Regions from separate parts of the Mus musculus genome. Here region 2 is linked to region 1. Evidence: chromatin contacts called from public Hi-C data. All regions are on one chromosome and are shown on one strand. The core of a region is the stretch at or near the end of the contact, and the rest is flanking DNA. Distances in the headings are between cores, read along the strand shown. Region 1 overlaps Gda (guanine deaminase). Region 2 has its middle 27 kb from the start of Gm38486.

Region 1 (7,768 bases), core at 2,604-5,103:
GAAGGCACAATACAAATGCTTTCATCTGGCCTCGCTTTTTGCAGGGAACACTATGAACTACGTTTCTGGATTCTGATTGGACATCCTGGTAGTTCTATGGTACTGGCTATGCACCTTCGCAAGGAACAAGCCTTAGTCTTCCTGCTAGTATCATTCCAGTCTTAAAGAATAGAAGCGAGTGCTTATATTCATTCCTTTGTCTTACTTAATTATAATTGTGGGACTTATATTTTAGCCTGCATCCATGTGACACTAGAAAAACTTTTCAGGCTAAAAGCTCGTTATGAATTGGCTAGCACACGGTGCTAATGAATTGTGTTAACCACGCCAAATCTTTATCCTCAAAATGTATTTATACCTCCCATTGTTCTAAAAAGGGTTTGAAATGGCTTAAAATTGCATAGTATGAAACAAAAGAAAATGAGTCATCAAATCACAGCAGAGGGAAAAAGAGGGGAATGGAGAAATAAAACCCCAAAGTCAATGTGCAGTCTTGGTAGAACCTGTTACAGATTTAGCTCTATGCTTCTAGCATACGATGTAGACAGGGAAATCAGAAATAAAATCCACTGTGTGTGTGATTTTTGAGAGCTGCATTTTTGAGGGGATAAAAGCATATGTATTCCTTACACTGAAGTTAAAAAAATTCTAACATTGCTAACTGAATGTGGGTGGATATGGTGTCAAAATACATTTGTAAAGATGATTATGGGTAGAAGGAGGAGGAAGAGGAGGAAGAAGAGAGGAAAAATAAAGGGAAATTGCATTATAGCAGTTCTTTACACTTGAGATGGAGCATCAATGTCCTTCAGGCAACATACATAACATATTTCTTTATGTAGGTATTTAAATTCAGTGAGTTTCTAAGCTGGTCTGTTCCAGACATGTCCTGTGGTTCTGCTTATGAGCAGACCTACACATGCTAACGGAGATTCGGGTGGAATTGACCTCCGCTTAAGAGAGTTGGCACTCCCCACCCCCACCCCTGCCCTCCTTGGGTTCTCCCTGTCTTGTCACGTGACTATGCTTAGCATAGATGTCTGAGTTTCCTAGTGTTTTTAGCTCAATGTAGTCCAATTTGAAACTGCAGATTCTCCTCCAATTGAAGCTTTTCTTCATGAGAACCAAGGCTGGAGGACTTTCCTCTTACCCACATCAGCACTGCTTGATAAACCTCTTTACAGGATGAACTCCGGAGGGAGCGAACACTGGCTTCAGTGTCACTGGGAGAACACACCTTCCAGTGACTCGATTTCTTTAGGAAGGGATTCTTCAGCCTTTTCAGGGGTGGTGGGAGTGACATACTCAGTGTTCTCAGGACCCTGGCCATCAGCTAGATCTCCACTTAAACCCTTTCTTCATCTTGTTACCCGGGATTTTGTGCCCTTTCCACATTAGCAGTTTCTAAGGAGAATGATTCCATACACAGAACAGGTTAGGAATGGTTAGGAAGCTTCCACAGAGGGAATGTGGCTGTACAGACTCCAGCTAGTGTCCTGCTAGCTCCCCGAATGCCCTCCCTCTTCCCAGGCTTCCAGCCTCTTCTCTGTGTTTTCCTCTGCTGTTGTCTCTTCTTGTGTTTTTCTTGGCAGTTAATCTATGTTGCCCTCACTTATTGTGGTGCAAGTGAAAATTCACTAAGGAGAGAAGACATAATGATTATTGTTCTTGCCAGGTTGGAGCAGAAAATAATATTACGTCGTCATATACAGAAACAAAGATCCCGCTTGCATACTCATAGATTAATAAAAATCCAAATAGCCTTTCGCAATCCCAAAGAACTGGCATCTCATTTTATGACCTCTGGGTACCCAACCATGCGAATCTAGAAAATGAGAAGCGCCAACTTTTCCTTAAACTCACACTTTTAGAGTATAAATACTTTTGCCATTTACTTAGTCTCTTCCACATCAAGATGGCATACCTTTAAATAAACACATCTTAAAATTAAAAACCAGACTTCTATTTTCATCCATGTGTGCCATGTGACTTTTCTGAGCACATGCGATTCAGGATTTTTTTTTTTTTTTTTTTTGTGCTTTATTTTTAGAGGAGAACACTGAAGAACGGCACCACCACGGCTTGCTACTTTGGAACAATTCACACTGACTCATCCCTGATCCTTGCGGAAATTACAGGTGAGCAGCTAAAAGCAGGATTTAGGGGCATGTCAAGCAAAGACAACCAGAGCATGCCTGGAGAGAGTTTATACTCAGTGGGAAGCTGTGCCTTTGGATCTAGAATTTGAGCATTTGCACTTTGTGAGTGACTCTGAATATCCTAGAGCCCTAAATGGATTTTTATTGTTTAAATGCTTTAATTATTTCTATATGGGTTCTGGTTCCAGGATAACATTTATAGATCAGGAATTTGGCATATTGATTTGGGGCTCTTTAGAGCACCTTTATCAGTGTAGCTGTGGCAACAGTTTGTTATATTGTAATCAATGGATAGGTCTTGACAGTTAGCTAGATTCTGGGCATTGTGCTTGATGCTAGCACTGCAGTGAACTAGAAGAAAAATCTTTGTCCTAAAAGAACCAGAAAGGACACTTAAGCACATTGATTAATACTTGTAGTAACACCTGCTATATGTACCTGAGTATTGTACAAAATACTCAGCGTAAATGGCTGTCTGACATCTATGGATACACAGATAGATTAACTAGAGCACCAAGATGTCCACATAGCTGGGAAGCAGAACTGAGCCTAGATTTAGGCTGATGATTCCACACATACCCAAGTCAATGCCTGGCATACAGCAGGTACTTGGTAAGTACTGTTGACCGGTAATGTATTTGCCTCACTGTTGGGTTCCAAGATAGCTCATACCAAAGGCCAGTTGCTGACACTGAAAATGATCATGAAAGTTCTCAGAAGAGGCAAAGGCTGCCCATCTGGGAAGACTCCATGGAAGTGACCTTTAACTGAGTGGAAGACAAAACCTGGAGAGACTGAAGTGAGGAAATGAGGTGGACAGGGGACCTAGAGCAGGGATATTGATGATGGAGACAGGAAATAGCATGGTTCAAAGGAAGGGGCAGATGCATTGCACAATGAGGAGTGTGAGGAGGTTCAGAGCACAGAGGGCCTTGACTGTACACCAGAGACTCAAAAGAAGACTTCAGGGCAGTGAGTGACATAATGAGAATGATGTTAAGGGATTCATCTGATGATGACTAGATATTAAAATAAGCCCCAGGGAGAGAGTAGCAGAAAGCCTTTTGAAAGACTCATGACAGCAAGGATGATGTGTTTATAAAAAGATAAAGAAAGTGGGAATATGTTTTATGGATGTATGGTGAGGTGTGGCTTAAGGGGATGCCTCCATGGGCCCATGCTGAGGCATCCCTTCCCCTGAGAGACCAGCCACACAAAGGTATAGTATAGAATAGAGTATATTCAGGGTATGGGGAGGGAAGTTGAGAGGGGAATAGAGGCAGAGAAGGAGAGAGAGAGAGAGAGAGAGAGGGGGGGGGGAGGGAGGAGGGGACTAGCAGCCCCTTTTAGAGTGAGTCAGGCATGCCTAGCTGTTGCCAGGTAACTGTGGGGCGGAGCTTTAGACAAAATGTTAACAAAGGAGACATTGTAGAACAACCCCACCTATGTAGCCCAACTGAAATATGAGTTCCTCCAGCCCATCTGATGAAGATCCTTCATTGCCAGCACCGTTAGGCATTCGGTCGATGATAACAGTATCTATGCCGCTGTGGTTAGGGAGAACTGTGACAGAGCATCTGGGAACCATGTGCCTTATGCATCTTTCTTTGTGTCTTTCTTATCAACCTGCACAGCGCAGAGGACTCTGGGACACTGCAGTCTAGATTTCAGATAAGCATGATTTGGAAATGTGTGGAGTCATCGACCTAGGCTCAGTTCTGCTTCCCAGCATGTGGACATCTTTGTGCCTTAGTTAATCTGTCTGTGCTATGAGGGTCAGCAGTAGATGCCAGACAGCCATTGAGGGCTGAGTATTTTGTACAATGTCTGGTACCTAGAACAGAATCACAAGTGTTGCTGCCATCTTAGATAATCACAGGGGCAAGGAATCAAAGCCAAGTCACTTACCCAGGACCCATGTTCTTAACATTTTATACGCTACGTTTAACTAGAAAAGGAACAGCAGATGCATGGAGGGGACCTGGATCCGGTGATGGCAGGAGAGGAGCAGATAGACAAACAAACGAGGGAAAAGAAGGAGAGGTGGTACATCAAGGAATATTAATGCATTTTCTAGGATCTGAAGTTATTACCCTTTGTACCATGAGGGAAAATGAATGTCATGATAGTTGTAACGTTGGTAGAAACATGGACAAACTGTTTAACCAAAAGGAAAACGAAAATAAGAAGTGTAAAATACCCAATTATTTGCTGGCAGGCTGGGAATACGATGGAGTCTGGGTGGAAGACAGTTGACTACTCTTTGAATTTAGTGGCTTTGTTATTGTCACCATGTGAAGACAGAGGGATAATTCTTAACATTCTCACTTTTTAGAATGATTTTAATTTGATATTTTTTTTTTTAAAAAAGCACATTTTTAGATACTTTCTCTGTTTGCTTCACAGATAAATTTGGGCAGCGAGCATTTGTGGGCAAAGTATGCATGGATTTGAATGATACTGTTCCAGAATACAAGGAGACCACCGAGGAGTCAGTCAAGGAGACAGAGAGGTAGTGTGCCTAGGGGAGGGGTGGGGTTCATCTATATTTTAGATGAGTTATCTGCTATCCTTATAGAGTCTGAAATCAAGATGGGAAAGTAGATACCATTATGACCCAGTTGAGATCTGAGCACGGTGACAATGTCAAACTATGGTGTGGACAGAGACAACACAGCTGGTCCACACGAAGACTCTAATGTGGCTGGTTGTCAAGCCACCTCTCCCAGATGCAACATACAAAGGAGGTGCCCTAAATATACCAGTGTCAGTTCTAGGATAAGACTCCAATCAATCTGCTTGCAAAAGGGTAGGGATAATCCATGCTATACCACAAGTTCAGCACAGCAGGGCTATTTATGATTCATAGATAGACAACATGGAGAGTACAAGCCTAGGACCCCAAGTGGGTTAGTTTGCAAGGCTCAGCAGAGCTGCCCAGGAGGAGTGGAGGGTCATCTATACATACCCCACATTGCACTACAGTGGGGGAACCCTAAAGTACACTCTAGCTGAGGTTTTAATCCAGGTGGACACTTGACTCACTGAGTTAAAAAAAAAAATGCAAGATGGGCCTAGAGAGATGGCTCAGCAGTACCTGCCTTAGCCCTGGTTCTCAGGGCACATGGCTTCTCACATGTTGGTAACTCCAGTTCCAGAGGATCTGATGTTCTCCTCTGCAATCCACAGGCATTGCATGCACATGCACACTCACATATACAGACAAACACACCCATGAAATAAAACTAAGAAAACAAAACAAAACAAAAAAATATACAAGGTTTCCTCTTCTGGGAGGAACCAGGACAAGCCTGGCTGATGGGTCTGGTTCCTGCAACTTCCAGATGTTAGATTTGCAGCCATTCTTTAATTAATCCTGGGAGTTGCAAGAAAGAGGCAGAGGGCCATGTGACCAAGGCCTTGTCACACATCTGACATGTCTACCAAATGGTGTGTGGATGCAGGAAATATGGTATACAATAAAATTGATCAGCTATGAGAAAAGCAAAGTGGTTACAACATGATGGACTTTAAAATTATTATTCTAAGAAAAGTCTCACACAAAAGAGCACACTTTATAAACTTCCATTTATATTAAATATAGAGAAAATGCAAGTCCGTGCATGAGTCATAAAGTGGGAGAGGTTTGCTGTTGCCAGGAAAGAACTGTCTATCTCCTGCTTATGCACCCAGGGGATCTCGCTCTGAAGATGAATTCAAAGACTGCATTATTATGATAACTCCACAATCCAGTAAATTTGCTAAAAGTATTGAATAGAGCACATAAAATGGGTGAACTTGATGGTATGTAAATTACACTTCACCGAAAATGATTTTAAGGGTCGAGTGGGAAAGATTAGAATTTTAAGTGCAGAGTTTGGAAGGGTTGCTTTGAAAATCACAAGAACGTGTTTCTTGAGAAGGACATTGTAAGAACAGAGTGGAGCAGTTTCCAGATTCCCACACAGTGACTCTCTCGTGGACTACAGCTTCTCTCATCTCCTCTCACACCCAGCCTCCTGGTTTTGCCCCCCAACACAATTGAAGCAATTTCTTTTGAAGTCCAAGAATCTTGAGATGTAATGGCATATTCTAGAGTCTCCTTAAAGTGTAGCATTTCAGAGGAAAAACAAATTATGTCCCTCTTCCAGTATGCCAAGGACACTGGGCAGATTTAGGCTGTTTTATAAAATTGGTGTGCTTCTTTTGAAAAATGTACATTTGTTTATGTTTGTGCATGTGTCGTGTAAAATTGCGTGTACTAGTACACACACCCGTGGAGGCCAGAGGAGGATGCTGGGTGTTCTGCTCTGACACTCTCTGTCTTATTCCCTTGAGATAGGGTCTCCCACTGAACTGAAATTTTTAGTTCTGAGCATTCTTCTGTCTCTGACTGCCAGCACTCGAGTTTGAGGCATGCCCAGCTTGCCCAGCTCAGTTTTGGTTTTGTTTTTTACATTGGTGCTGGGGATTCAAATTCAGGCCTTCATGCTTGCCTAGCAAGTGCTCCTACCCACTACACCATCTCCTCAGCTCCATAAATGGAGGATCTTTTATTTTATTTTTTTTTAAATTACCCTTTAGGGACTGGAGAGATGGCTCAGCAGTTGAGAGCATGGACTGTTCTTCCAGAGGTCTTGAGTTCAATTCCCAGCAACCACATGGTGGCTCACAACCATATGTAATGGGCATCTGGTTCCGTCTTCTGCTGTGTCTGAAGACCCTGACAGTGTACCCACATATATGAAATAAATATGGCCGGAGTGAGCAGGGCCGGAGCAAGCAGGGCTGGAGTAAGCAGAGCTGGAAAAAAAAATACCTTTTTTTTTTTTTTTTATTCCTGTATTAGGCCAGGGTTTCTCTAGAAGACCAGAATTGCTAAGTATAGTGCCCTGCTCATTAAATTACTTTAAAAAGTAGTTACATGAAGTAATAACTTTTATTGCGACATTTCTACAAGTGCATATGAAATACTAAGATCATATCTATAACCTCCTCAATTGCTTTTGGGTGTGGGTTATGTTATTTCATGTGTTTCCATTATGTCCAATTTCATATAACATTGGGAAAATTATTGACCATTTAAGTACTTTTCTCACATGATCTTTGATACCTTTTCCATGATATCTTGAAGAAGGAAGGTCACTGTCTTGTATTCTATATCAAGAGATACACAGAAGTTTCTTTAGGTTCATACTTTGTGGGTATAAGTTTAAATCTCAGTTTTGCTTCTATTTCCTGGGCTTCTCTCACTTCAAGCATGTTCTCTCTGGAGTGCCAAGTTGAGAGACTAATACATGATCATTGGAAGAGGGTGGCATCTCTGCTTTCAGTACTGGTCGTATGCTAAGCTCCTATGCAGTCCACTGCTCTGGTCACTGCACCTTAAACCATAATTTGTTTTCCCTGAGAATAAAGATGGAACCAAGGGCTTTGTTCATACCTGGGAAGTATCTACCACAGAGCTACATTCCCAGGCTCTCAACTCATGTTTTAGTCTGAAAACATACCAGAAGGAAGCAACCAATAACGGACAGTCTTTTCTGGCCAGAGCAGAAATAACTATTTCATAGGACAATTGTCACTGGTCGAGCAGGCCGAAGTCCTAG
Region 2 (7,768 bases), core at 3,396-5,895, 140 kb before region 1:
CCCTCTTGCTCTGTTGCTCTCCATCTAGCCTCCATCTTCTGTGTATCGGGATCTAAACTGATGTTCACGGAGGAGCTTCAAGTGGGTCTGGACACGGCCATCTTCTCCCCATCTTCCTCGCCTCCTACTGTTCTTGCAGTAATCTAGGGCCCTTGGGTGTTTGGGATATAAAGGAGCTTTTTCTGGTCTCCCCTCCTCGAGGGCAGAGAACAACAGAAACTAAATAAGAAGCGGGGGGCTATGCATGGGCATTTAGTAGCTCTCAAGTAGCCGAGAGATGATACATACGGTAACTAGAGATTAACTTTCTTTAAGGGAGGCCTCTTGTGCAGATTTTTTTCTTTCAAGAATGACCAACAGTTGTGCCAAGCCCTGGTGTTGATATAAACACCATTCTGGCCATTGAGCACCGATTTCTAAGAGCTTTTTCATCCTCTTTGACAAGACACTTCGTCCAAGGAAGACACAGTCCAGAGGTTAAATACAGAAGACATCTGTATTTATTAGACTGGGTGCTATCGGGAAAGCTGTAGTTATGTTAAAAATAACATGCGATTCAAAGTTCACAGGATAAATATAGCCAGCTGGGAACAGATGAGTAATGTCGGTATGGTGGGCTGTGCTCCCAACCAGGGGGTGCTGAGTGTTGGAATTCAGTTTTACTTTTGATATTCCTTAGGCATTCTCAAGGTACAAAGCAAAACTCTGCTCTTGGGACTGGAGGCAGACATGACATAAAGAAGGGTCTGTTAAGGAAATAAAAGTGTCCTTCTATTTTACGACTACATTGCTCGTTCGGATTGTGCCGTTCTTGTATTCCGCACTGTGTTTCCATTGACCTTTTCCTGGCACGGCCGTGCTAAAACCTCTTCCGATAATCAAAGTATGTAGACAGCTACCCTGAAGATGGGAACTGGAAAAGACCAGCTAGCATCCAGGACTCACGGCCACAACATATAAGTTGCATGGTTGCTTGGCTTAGCTCTGTCTGTTGTCTTTGCTTGATATGGTGTAGGAATTGAGCCCAGGGCCTCTCCTGTACCCGGCATGCTTTGTCCCAGAGAACTGCCTTTCTCCCAGGGAACTGCGCCCCCATCCCCCAACCTAATTTTTAAATTTCACTCTTTGTTTTTCCTTTCTCTTGTGGACTTTATAGAAAGGCTCCCTTTCAAAATTCTAGCCATTTTACCTATTTTTAAAGAAGGGTCTTAGGTTCTTGTGGATCAGCACAGGCAGTACACCCTGGGGACACATTACTAGTGCACATTCTTTGGTCCACCCTACGGACCTACTGTACCAGGAACTGTGGGAATGGGACCCAGCGACACTGAGTTAACAAAATTCTCATGTTGGCTTGAGAACCACAGTTCCACCAGAACTAAGGGAAATCGCGCCCCCTGGAGGTCGCATGACCACAGCCGCCAGAAGTAGTTGCATCAACCCAAGCAGTCTAGAGGCAGAGAGGCAGCAGGGTTTGCAAATCTTACTGCCTCTCTCCATACAAAGTGACGACTGCAGGCAGCTTCAGAGGCCCGGGATTGATTTAACTATAAAGGATGGTGCCAGTTTGAAGATGGGTGAGTATGGGTGTATTAAAAAATAAATGAGTATTTGCTGATCTGTTTATCGTTTCCATTTCTGGTACTTGGTTCACTTCCGTATTCAAAATCTTGCAAGGGACCTCCATTGAGCCTTGTCTCAAACCTCTGCAACAGGATCCTGTTCTCGTATTCAGCTCTTACTTGCCTCCCACGTGGAGAAATGCTGCTTGCTTTCTTCTGTGTTTATGCTGCCAGGGCAACAGCAGGAGCCGGTATAGGCCTCTGACAACTGTGCTCTTTGCTGGAAGCAGCCCCTGCAGGGCAGGAGCCACCATTGATTCCCTTTGATCCTGCCTTAGCACACTGTTCTTGGTGAGAGGTGTGAAAAATACTTTCAAACGAATACATGGACTAATTCAGCCCGTAGTCTGCATGCGCTAGGCATTTCTGGAATGGCTCAACCGGCTTCCTTCACCCAGTTCCTCTCAATGTGAAATGCCTTATGCCCAAGGTCAATAGGGAATACCTCATGTCTATCTCTAGCCTGTCTAAACCCCATCTGATGAATTCACTGAGTCTCACTGTTTTGGGGATGAGTACAAGAAAAAAATATATGTACATATATATATATATATATTTATATTATATATATTTGTGTTGTGTTGGTTGAGGACTTAACACATACCACATCGCCTTAATTTTAAAATCAGTTTATGAGGAAGATATTATTATTGTTATTATCAAATGTAATGAAATGGATGGAAACAGGGCTTAAATAATTTGCTTAGGAAGTAGAGTGAGAGATTTCAAAGCTAGTACTAAAACCCAGGTTTGCTCTACCCTTAAGGTCAATTGTCTTAATTTAAGTCTACATGGGTAATAGACTAAGTACAGATATTCAAAATGTTCAAACTCAAAAATTATTAATATAAATAGACCATAGAAATCTAGACTGACGTTTTGTTATTCTTTTTAAAACAAGATCTTACTACACAGTCCAGATTTAACGTATATCTCAGTTGTCCTGGCATTACATACATGCACTACCATGTACTGGAAATTAGAATTGATGTGCTAGTCAGCGAATACAAATACACTGATGTCCTGCCAGTTAGGCTTTTCTCTAGGAGCAGAAAAATATAGGGCATGAATAAGGTTGACAGGTCCTTGATCTTTAAAAATTATTTTCTTTAATCCCACCACTCGGGAGGCAAAGACAGGAAGATTTCTGTGAGTTTGAGACCAGCCTGGTCTACGGAGCAAGTTCCAGGACTTCCAGGGTCACATAGAGAACCCCTGTCTTGAAAAACCAAAATCCCAAAACCAAATAAACCTAAAAAGAACTATTTTGCATTGGGAAGATTTGATGGAAGAGTCTGTCCTGGGCAAAATGAAGAAAGCACAGGCCCTGAAGCTAGGGAGACTGGAGGGAACCAATGAGCAGAAGCCACATCCACAGACCCCCATCCTTGCCCTTAGGAGGACTAACTCTGATCAAGACGCCCTGGCATAGGTTCTGTAAAAGAAGGAACCCAGCCCAGGCTGTCCCAGAGTGTAAGTCTATGACCATAGGAGGGAAAGTCAATCCTTTTGGTTTGTGCCACTAACACTGTCCCCAGAGCCTGAAAATGAGTGAGACTTTAGCAAAAACTCAAGTAATCTCTCTCTCTCTCTCTCTCTCTCTCTCTCTCTCTCTCTCTCTCACACACACACACACACACACACACACACACACACACACACACGAGAGAGAGAGAGAGAGAGAAAGAGAGAGAGAGAGAAAGAATAAAGTATGTGAGTAAACTGATCTTTTAATTAATTAATTAATTAATTAATTAATTTTAAAGACATGGTTTCTCTGTGTAGCTCTGGCTTTCCTGCAACATACTTTATAGGCCAGGCTGTTCCACTCACAGAGGCAGAACCAGTTCCCAGGTCTTTCTGGATGTGCCAAGCACCAGCAGCATCAGAAGGTGGGCCTGAGTCTGTTGGTAACAACACACCAGAGAATAGCTCCAATCTAGCAGTCCATGAAATTATATGTCCTTGCCTAGATGCAGACAGGGAGGAGCTACCTTGTCTGTAGCAATACCAAGCAACATAGCAAGGCCAATTACAAATGAACCTGCTTTTTGTTATCACAGTGCACGTACAGCTAGAAACCAGGTTAATGACAAAATGTACCTTCCTACAGGGGTGGGGGTGGGGGCGGGGAGCAAGCATTTCCACAGCTGTCTCCAGGGCTGCTGTGTCACTGTCCAGCTGTCTCCAGGGCTGCTGTGTCACTGTTGTAATCTTGGGTTCAGTTAATGCCATCCTTTGTTTTTTTCCTTGCTCAAAACTTGACATTCCACATGGCTTCCACTCACTTTCTTTGACCTACACATCAAGTCACTTCTTTCTGTCCTCCAGGGTACTGCCACCTTCTTCTTCTTTTCGCCTTCTTCCTCTTTTTCCTCCCCCTCTTCCTTTTCCTCCTCCCAGGTGTTTACAACCCCAGTTGGCTGTCTCTTGAGACCATCTGAGACAGGTCACACCCTCCTCTCTGGGCTGTGCATGATTAACATTCTGAGGTTCCAGGTTGTTTCCATAGTTGCTACAGCTCCATCAGAGTTTGAATAGCCCACCTAACCCCAGCCTTTCTGGGTACATATGTGTATGTGTCTGTTGTTCCTTAGTGTCTGTCCTGGATATGTCTGTGTGTCTGCCCTTTCTTCATTCCTTCTCTGTCACTGTCTAGTGATGGTTCCATGACCAAGCCAAGTAGGATGTGGCAGTAGTTGGGTGTGATCTTCTAGAAAAATCCACAATAAGGAGTTTAGTTTTATTTTGTGATCAAGGGAAAGCCATTGAACAAGTCAATGACTCAAAATGACTTACAAGAATGCAGATTATATTACTTGCTTAATTCTTCAACAAATAATGAGGTAATTAATGTTTTAAAAGAAATTGTGAAAAGTGACTTAATGGATCCAAAGTTCCCCCACAAAGGATCTGAGCAGAGTCATAAGTTTGCGTTTTCAAATTGCCAACTTTAGTAAAGTATGATTAGTGGAAAGGGGAGAGATGAATCCCCGCCCCTCCCGCCCATGTGTTTGTGTTATTGATAGATAGGACTTTTGGTGCACCAGCATATGCCTCAGGACTTCAGTTAGCTGTCTGTTCTGTGTTGCTATTACATGATGCCTAAGATTGGGTAAGGTAGAAAGAGAAGGCATTTATTTGGCCCATATTCTTAGCCCAAGGTTGAAGGTGACATCTAGTGTCAGGCTTCTTGCTAGTAGAGTTCCAAGATGACACAGCCCATCACATGGAGAAAGGCAGGAAGTATGAGAGACTCGTAACTGCATGAGTGGATTACTCAGGTTTTTTTTTTTTTTATTAGATGTTTGCTTTATTTACATTTCAAATGTTGTCCCCTTTCCTAGTTTCCTCTCCAAAAATCCCCCATCCCCTTTCCCCCTCCACCCCCCACTCCCCAACCCTCCTACTCCTGCTTCCTGGCACTAGCATTCCCCTATACGGGGGACATAGAACCTTCACAGGACCAAGGGCCTCTGCTCCCATTGGCCATCCTCTGTTACATATGCAGCTAGAGCCATGAGCCATGTGTTTTCTTTGACTGCAAACCACATGAAACTCAAGAAGAAGAAAGACCAAAGTGTGGATACTTCCATCCTTCTTAGAAGGGGTGTCTTAGTTAGGGTTCCACTGCTGTGAACAGACACCATGACCAAGGCAAGTCTTATAAAAAAAAAACCAACATTTAATTGAGGCTGGCTTACAGGTTCAGAAGTTCAGTCCTTTATCATCAAGGTGGGAGCATGGCAGTATCCAGGCAGGCATGGCACAGGCAGAGCTGAGAGTTCTACATCTTCATCCAAAGGCTGCTAGTGGAAGACTGACTTCCAGGCAACTAGGGTGAGGATCTTATACCCACACCCACAGTGACACACCCATTCCAACCAGGTCACTCCTATTCCAACAAGGCCACACCTTCAGATGGTGCCACTCCCTGGTCCAAGGATATACAAACCATCACAAGGGGGAACAAAATACCCATGGAAGGAGTTACAGAGGTCGGAGTAGAGACTGAAGGAATGACCATCCAGAGACTGCCCCACCTGGGGATCCATCCCATAAACAACCACCAAACCCAGACATTATTGTGGATGCCAACAAGAGCTTGCTGACAGGAGCCTGATAAAGCTGTGTCCTGAGAGGCTCTGCCAGTGCCTGACAAATACAGAAATGGATGCTCACAGCCATCCATGGGACAAAGTACCCAAGGAGCTGAAGGCGTTTGCAGCCCCCTATAAGGGACAACGATATGAACTAACCAGTATCCCCAGAGTGGATTACTCATGCGGGCAGAACTCTACTTCATCTGTTACTGGTTTCCTGAGGGGAGTGGTATTTAAAACATAATTTGAACAAACAAGGTACTGTTTCCCAATTGGTTCTTAATCTGTCAGTAAAGAAGCCATGGGCCAATTCCTGGGCAGAAGGAATAGGTGTGACTTCCGGGTCCCTGGAGGCAGGAGAGTCAGGAAGAGAGAGGCAGCCATGCTTCGGAGAGAGAAAAGCCAAGCAGCCATGTGAGATCTCCACAGGCCACTTCTACAGGCAGGTGGTTGGAGCTGTTTCCCTGGGACTAAATGTAACACGGCAACTAAAATTGAGGGCAGGTGGAGAGGTGTGGAGCTAAGAGTATTGATAAGGGCACACTTCTTCAGGTGGGAGATAAGTAGCGCCCAGCAATTGTGCCACTAAGGAAGCTGAAATTGAACAACTGTGTGTCTGTGAGTTTCATCTACGAATCCAATATTCTCTGGGCGGGGGCAGTCAGTTCCTGGAGCTTAGGTGGGGCAGCAAAAGCAACACGCAACGCATGATGTTTGTAGAGAATACAAACTGGACTCAATGGACAGTGACTGTGTGCTCGCATAGCTAACCTTGCAAAGCTTCATTGGTCTCCCAGCTTTGCTGATCTTCACTTTGTAGAGAGAGGCACAGCAGAGAACTTCTGGCATGCTGGCTGGTTCTGGTCACTCCTGGTGACTTGTGCCAACTCAGTGACTCAGTGGAAGCCTGGTTGTTTCTGCTGGATTGTGCTGCTGAGTCACACTTGGAATTCAGACACTACTGAACTGGACTGCTACTACACAGAGATAGGAATTGCCCCCAAAGAACTACTTCTAAACAGATGCACATCCACTTTTTTATTTACCATCTTTTCTCTGCTACCTTTTGATGGTAGGCAAGAAGGTGTGTATACGTGTAGGGGGTGGTGGTGGTCAAAGCATTTGAAAATCCCTATTAAAAGTAGGTTTTAAAATATCAAAGTTTACAACCAGGTTTACAGACAAGAACCTGGAAGCTTTTGGAGGTTTGAAACTTCCACAATCAGCAAGTGTCAAGGACACTAACAGCTACACTTCAAACACCGTAATATTTTGTGCAGACAACACGCACAGGTGATCTGTGCAGAGTGTTTCCAGTACAGCCCTGGAGTACATTATTAGCTTTCTTACATGGCAGCTGAAAATGTATACTTTGCCCAATATCACTTAGTGAGCAAGAATCCAACTGAGCAAGTCAGGAGGAACAAGCCAGTAAGCAGCACCCCTTCCATGGCTTCTGCATGGCTCCTGATTTCAGCTTCCTGCCCTGCTTTGAGTTCCTGCCCTGGTTCCCTTCAGTGATGGACTGTGATGAGAAACTATAAAATGAACCATTTTCTCCCCAAGTTGCCCTTTGGTTATGGTGTCTTATCATAGCAATAGAAACTCTAAGACAGACATGACAGTGACCTCTCTGTGATACAATCTATCAGCAGCTTACAAACATTTAAATGGCTTCTCCATAAATAAAAGCCTTAGAACCCAACTCTCCACTCAGATCATTATGTATCTTTAAACCTACTACACAAATTAGAGTTTCTCTCACCACAGATGCATGGTGTGACATCTGGTCATTTATTCTATACTGTCAGATGAAGCTACTAATATCTCAGCCTTTGTGGCCTATGAGACACTAGAATGGGTGATTTCCTTTCCTTTCCTTTCCTTTCCTTTCCTTTCCTTTCCTTTCCTTTCCTTTCCTTTCCTCTCCTTTCCTTTCCTTTCCTTTCCGTCTTGGTTTTCTTTTTGTTTTGAGACATGTAGCACAGGATCTTTTCAGACTCATCGTGTAACTCAGGCTGTCTTTCCTGGAACTCACAATCC

The links. A called contact is a pair of places that touch in the nucleus more often than the background predicts.
Region 2: a Hi-C map of erythroblasts shows a contact between it and region 1, with 2.0 times the contacts expected there. A contact is called at or near these places in 10 of 39 promoter capture datasets (the 3T3-L1 cell line, 3T3-L1-derived adipocytes, cranial neural crest and 6 more) and 6 of 484 Hi-C or Micro-C datasets (cerebral cortex, cortical neurons, erythroblasts and 3 more).

Annotation. Positions count from the first base shown.
Region 1 is chr19:21,419,901-21,427,668 of GRCm38.p6, reverse strand. It overlaps Gda (guanine deaminase), which reads left to right. Exons shown (of 14, transcript NM_010266.2): 4 at 2,051-2,138; 5 at 4,566-4,671. Among named protein-coding and RNA genes, the nearest start is that of Gda, 49 kb to the left of the region's middle.
Region 2 is chr19:21,565,013-21,572,780 of GRCm38.p6, reverse strand. No RefSeq gene overlaps it. Among named protein-coding and RNA genes, the nearest start is that of Gm38486, 27 kb to the left of the region's middle.